2 separate regions of the Rattus norvegicus genome follow, and region 2 is linked to region 1. Evidence: chromatin contacts called from public Hi-C data. All regions are on one chromosome and are shown on one strand. The core of a region is the stretch at or near the end of the contact, and the rest is flanking DNA. Distances in the headings are between cores, read along the strand shown. Region 1 has its middle 38 kb from the start of Neurl1b. Region 2 has its middle 48 kb from the start of Neurl1b.

Evidence for each region. A called contact is a pair of places that touch in the nucleus more often than the background predicts.
Region 2: a Hi-C map of liver shows a contact between it and region 1, with 4 times the contacts expected there. The contact joins two enhancer-like sites. A contact is called at or near these places in 6 of 12 Hi-C or Micro-C datasets (the A7r5 cell line, frontal cortex, hepatocytes and 2 more).

The regions. Positions count from the first base shown.
Region 1 is chr10:17,250,204-17,252,907 of GRCr8, reverse strand. No RefSeq gene overlaps it. Among named protein-coding and RNA genes, the nearest start is that of Neurl1b, 38 kb to the left of the region's middle. Within about 2 kb of position 1,322, at least 20 of the 93 cell types and tissues checked have an H3K27ac peak or open chromatin away from gene starts, as enhancers often do. A contact at or near this core is called in liver, where this site is marked.
Region 2 is chr10:17,335,552-17,338,255 of GRCr8, reverse strand. No RefSeq gene overlaps it. Among named protein-coding and RNA genes, the nearest start is that of Neurl1b, 48 kb to the right of the region's middle. Within about 2 kb of position 1,310, at least 12 of the 93 cell types and tissues checked have an H3K27ac peak or open chromatin away from gene starts, as enhancers often do. A contact at or near this core is called in liver, where this site is marked.

The DNA of each region.
Region 1 (2,704 bases), core at 73-2,572:
CCAGAGCCAGGATCTTACATAGGCTTCTTAGAGGTTCAGCCTGGTCTTGGACATTGTTTTGGCTCCTACATGAGGATGTGGAAAACTCAAGTATTCCAGGCATCCAGCTCTGGAAACAGAACTTGATCTTGACTATTAAATATACCCAGAGAGAAGCCTCCAGAAACCTCTGAAAGGAGGTACCAGCCCCAGTTCCCTTCTCTGCCTGCTGTCCCAGATGTGGCCTGCCTAGGCCTAGACATCTTTCCACAGACTTTACCTGAGGCCCATTACCCTCAGCACAGGGTCAGCTCCAGGGTTGCTCCACAGGCTCGAAACCCACACACTGCTCCACTCACCTCCTGACTGAGACCCTCGCCAGCATCTCAAAAATCACTCTGCACATGACTGCACCCTGGAGCCGTCTGTGCACGGTGGCCCCTCCCTAAAGTCCATCTTCTCAGGTGTGCATACAGCCTGTGACTCTTGTGAGCTAGCACAGGGGCTCTGGGGGTCCGATGAGATCCAGCACCGTGGGTGAGGGAGCATGAATACAGAGACCGGTCCAGGCCTGCTGCTGAGTGAGACCCCTTCCCTCTCTGGGCCTTGTTGGATCTCTGAAGAGAGAGAGGAATCTCCCACCTTGTGACACAGTGACATCACATAGTCAATGCTAAGTATAGGACTCTCTTTTATCCTGATTTTCTTTCTATGGTTTACCCACAATTAACCTTGGAACATTCTGTCAATAAATGACCCACAGCTTAAACTGCACATTCTTCTAAGTGTCCACAATGTATATGCTACCCAGCCTGTCTTCACAGTGAAATTAACTGGCTTGTCAGAACTGTTGTCCTGATAGGTAGGGCAGGGCTCTAGCTGAGTAGCCCTTACGTACATCATAATGGCCCAAGGTGGAAGCAGTGAACTGAAGGCAGTGCCCAGATAGGAACCGCAGAGTGTCTGAATGCCGCAGGCGGCGAGGAAGGTGCTTGCAGCGCAATGCTTGGATTTGCCCCCTCGGTGTGTTAGAAGATGTCTCTTATGGATTAATTAGGAGACTAGGCAGCTGCTCCCTGCCGTCTACCACCACATGGTGGCGCTATTGAGTTCCATCCCACCTCCACCGAACGGGATCTCTGAATTTAGCACACCTCCTTCCCACAAGGAATGAAAACCGAGTGCTGAGACAGGGGCTAACCAGACCTGCTTCCGAGCTTGCCCTGGCCCCGTGCCCCTTGTTTGTTTTGGTTCCTGGTCAAGAATGCTGGTCCAGGCCTGGGAGGCTAACCTTCTGACTCTAGAGGGAAAGTCACACTTCGCTCAACTCCCAGGAGCAGTCTCGCATTCCAGGGGAGGCGTGGGAAGGGCCAGGCCTTCCCTAGCGAAGGCGCTGGAGCTGCCTGAAACCCAGTCATTGCTTCCAGCCTCTGCAGTGCCCACAGGGACAGCCTGCCCACCTCAGTGGGGCGGAAATGGGCCTCGGGGAAGGTTTCCTGATCCAGCACAGGATAGATGTCTGAAGTTGCTCGAAGAGAACACTTCAGACCACCTCCCGCCCCTCCTCCGGCTCCCTCTCAGACTCCTCCCTCTCTGTGCCAATCTCACCTCCACTTGGGCCCCCTTTGGCTGTCCCCTGACAAACGGGTATACCTTTCCACAGGGGCGTTGTTTTAGCTGCTGTAGCAGCTACTCAGAGGCCTAGGCTCAGGTTACTCTCTTCTGAGGTTTCAGAAAAGCCAGGTACTAGAGGTAGGCAGCTGTCGGCCAGCAGAGATGCTGTCCTGAGCCCCACCAGCAGAAAGGGGCTGCCTGGCCAAGGAGCAGAGGTCAGCAGGTTGGCACACCGCTGTGGCTGGGGCAATGTCCCCGGATGCCATTTCCGTGGTGGCTCTTAAGCAGGCTTCCTCCCTGGATAGACCACAAGGGCCTCTCCTCAGGGACAGCCCACACGTAGGCCTCCAGAAAGTCATAAAGTTGAAGTTGGAAGGGGTTTTGGCTTTTCGAAGAGAAGCAACTGGGGCTGTTTTGGGAAGATGGAACATCATCGCCGCCTAGTGGTCATGATGGAGTGTGGCACCCCTCCAACTCACATAAGCTGCCCCTCCCGTCGATTCACTTCCACCCGACCCAGCACCCTCCAGGTGACACCCAGAAACCAGGAAAGTGGAAACCCGGTGGTTGACTTTGCAGGCTGGTGTTAACAGGATATGGAACTGTCAGGGTGACATTGGGGCTGTTTTTGGATGGCCTAGCACAGTGGTGGGAGCTTACTGGAGGAGCTGAGACCCCAGGATTACCACACCCTGAAGGACCAGGAGGTGAGTCTTGCACCTGACCCTTGCCTCAGGCCACTGTCTCAGGCGCACTTGAATTCATCTAGCCAACCTAGGCCAGGAACCTTGAAGACGCCATGGGAGCACAGACATAGTCAGAGAAAGGGTACTGAAAGTATAGCTTTAGCTACTGGAATATGAATGTCGCAGAACTTGAGGAATTCGTGACCCAGTGACTCAGAGGCCCGGTCTAATGTGCGGCAAGTCTCTGGGTCGTAAAGCCAATTACTTTTCAGGGCGATAATTGGAGCCCAGCAGGCATGGCTAACACCAATTAGAATGGGGCTGCAAAGCCCCACCCGGAGCCAGACTGAACGGTGGCAGCAGCAATAATGCCAGCCTGCCCTCTCAGGGACACAGTGGCCCTTGGGCAGTTAGGCCATATTGAA
Region 2 (2,704 bases), core at 61-2,560, 85 kb before region 1:
TTGGGCTAGACTCATCCCCCTTTCTTTCCCTTGCCCTCCTCTGGCAGAGAACACAGTAAGAGCTTGCACTAGGTGCTTGGCTGGGCCAAAGGAAGTCAACTTAAATCAACTGGCTGCCTCTACCTGCAGGCCCAAGGGCTACCTGAGGAGAACCTTTACCCACAAGCTAGTCCTTCTCTCCACCTGTCAGCATGGCCTGAGACAGGGGCATGAGGGTCAGGGTGGGTGTTTAGGGTTGGACTTGCTCTGCATTCCCAGCATCCATGAGGCTCTGCCAAATCAGAGGTAAAATGACACACAGAAACCATGGGCTAAGTCACCAGACTTCCAAGCCTTGTGAACCCTGTTCTGAGGGTGCTCCTTCCTCCCGGTAGGACACCTCCTGTGTGACAGGAACACAGAAGCCAGAAGGGCTGGCTGGTGACTTTGCCCAAGACCGATGCCTTCAGGAGTGTTGGGAGGCTTTATCTGATGCTTCAGAGAGACAGTGAATGTCAGCTCAGAGTGACACCTATCCAAATACAACCCAGCTTGGGAGGTATGATCCTGTGGCCTGGGATTAGGTTGATGGCCATCCAGAGAAGAAGGCCCTTGACTAAGCCTCGGAGGAGTCGAAAGCATGAAGATGTTCCCACACAACTTCGTCATCCAGGGTCCCATTAGAGCGTGCATTTTCAGAGACCGGAGATGCTGAGCTCAAAGACACACAGCCCCAGCTATCTGCACTGACGACAGGGCTGCTACCTCCTAGCCATGGAAACCATCGAGTGTGTCTCACAAGGCCTCCAAGAGAGCCAGCGTTCAGAAGCTACACTGACTTGCCGGTGAGCGGCCGAGTAGACCACAGGCGAGCAGCCTCTGTAGGCTGAGAACACCAGAAACCTTCACTCCTTAACAGAAAGCCTTCTTCTTTTAAAATCACAACTGTACATGCTACAGGCTCATTTCCAGATCCTACAGCTCAGGAGACAGTGTGTGCTCCCTTCCCCTCTGTGGTTGGCAGGGCCCACGATGTTTCTGCTTCCTCGGGGCCCCTAGGACGGATGGTTGCATGACAACAGAACACTACCCATCACCAGCTTAGACTGGGGCTCCCAGCTACTTGCTCTCCCCAAGGAAAGAGAGCAGAGGAACGCTTGGAGAATCTGCTAGTGGGCAGGGAGAGGCAAGGAGACAGACAAGGGAGACCCTGCTCCAGAGTCCTACTACTTCCTCCAGGTCTGCAATGTCCTTCGATGTGGACAGGGCACCCTGTTGCTCATGTGACCGAGACTCCAGGGACTTTCTGTTGCTGACACTGGAGATATGGGGACATAGCCCTGAATTGATAGCCCTGGCTGGACTGTTTCTCTTTCAGGCTCTGGGGCGGTGGGGGCAGGAGGCTGAGCACAGCGCCTAGCTGGAGTCGGCTTGGCATCTGGTCTGATCCAGCTGTTGATTTTGGCTCCGTATCCAAGACTCCTGAGCCCTAATTATTCACCGTCTTGGGAGCCTGGCAGGAAGCCTGAGAAGGGAGAAGCTGGGTCGGTTCACATCTGATAAAGAGACAGAGGCGGCAGAGCGGGACCCAGAGGCCTGGATGAAAGGAGCTGAGTCTTCTGCCTGTTGTTGGTTTGACTGAGATAGAATCTGCATACAATAAAATTCACAGTTTGGATAAAACCACCCATAAACCCATAACCCATAAAACCACACCACAATCAAGATGCAAAACATTTCCAGTAAAGTTTGCTCCTGCCTGGATCCGCTGGCTCCCACCTGCCCGCCCTTCCCACACACCGCCTCCCTGCTTGGAACTTTACTGAATGGGCTGGGTAGCTGGGACCAGCGATTGTGCCAGAGGATTGTCACGGGACCTCTGGGAGACGTCTGAGTTGTTTACGGATCTGAAGTCTGTTCCTTCTCATCGTTGAGTTGTATTCCGCTTGCATGGGTGTGATTAATCCGTTCATTTATCAATAACGTTCTAGGTTATTTAGGTAAACATGAATTCCCCCTTCTCTCTGGTAGATAGCAGGGAGCAGAGTCACTGGGGTTCATAAGCACGTGCTTAGTCGTATAAACCAGGGCATGCAGGTTTCTTTCTCCTCAGTAGCATTGAGTGTGGTGGAAGTTAGGACATCCTCAGGGGCCCTGAGCTATGCACAACAGTATCTCACTGTGGGTTCTGTGCATGCTTCTCTGGTAATTAAAATTGTTGAACACCTTTTAATAAGTTGGTGCCTTTTACATGATTTTGAACTCAAGACTCACGAGTCCTGAATGAGGTATTCAGCCTTTCCCGGAAGAGATTGTAGACACCCCTGCGGACATCTCATGTCCTGGATGACATGAGTAAACTGCATAGGACACTCACTTAAAAGGAACACAGAAACATCTTGTGGGAGATTCTGGAAGCCCACCTAGACCCAGCAGGCCCCTCACAGGTCTTTCTTCAGAACATTTCAGACAGGTCCCTGTGGAAAACGTGTCTCACACACTGCTGTGACTCTCGGTCATTCTCCAGGATGCCTTTCCAGGCACCAGACTCCCAAGGCCTTTCTGTGTAACTCTGGGTGGGTTAACCTCGGCCCTGTTGTGTCACATATCTCACCGTGAGGATCAGCCATCTCTAGCGAGTCCGCTTCCCTGATGCTGGGTATTGAGGGTGGCCGTGCTGTGTTTCGCCAGTAGAGTGGTCCAGTGAAGATGCTTGACTTGGTCT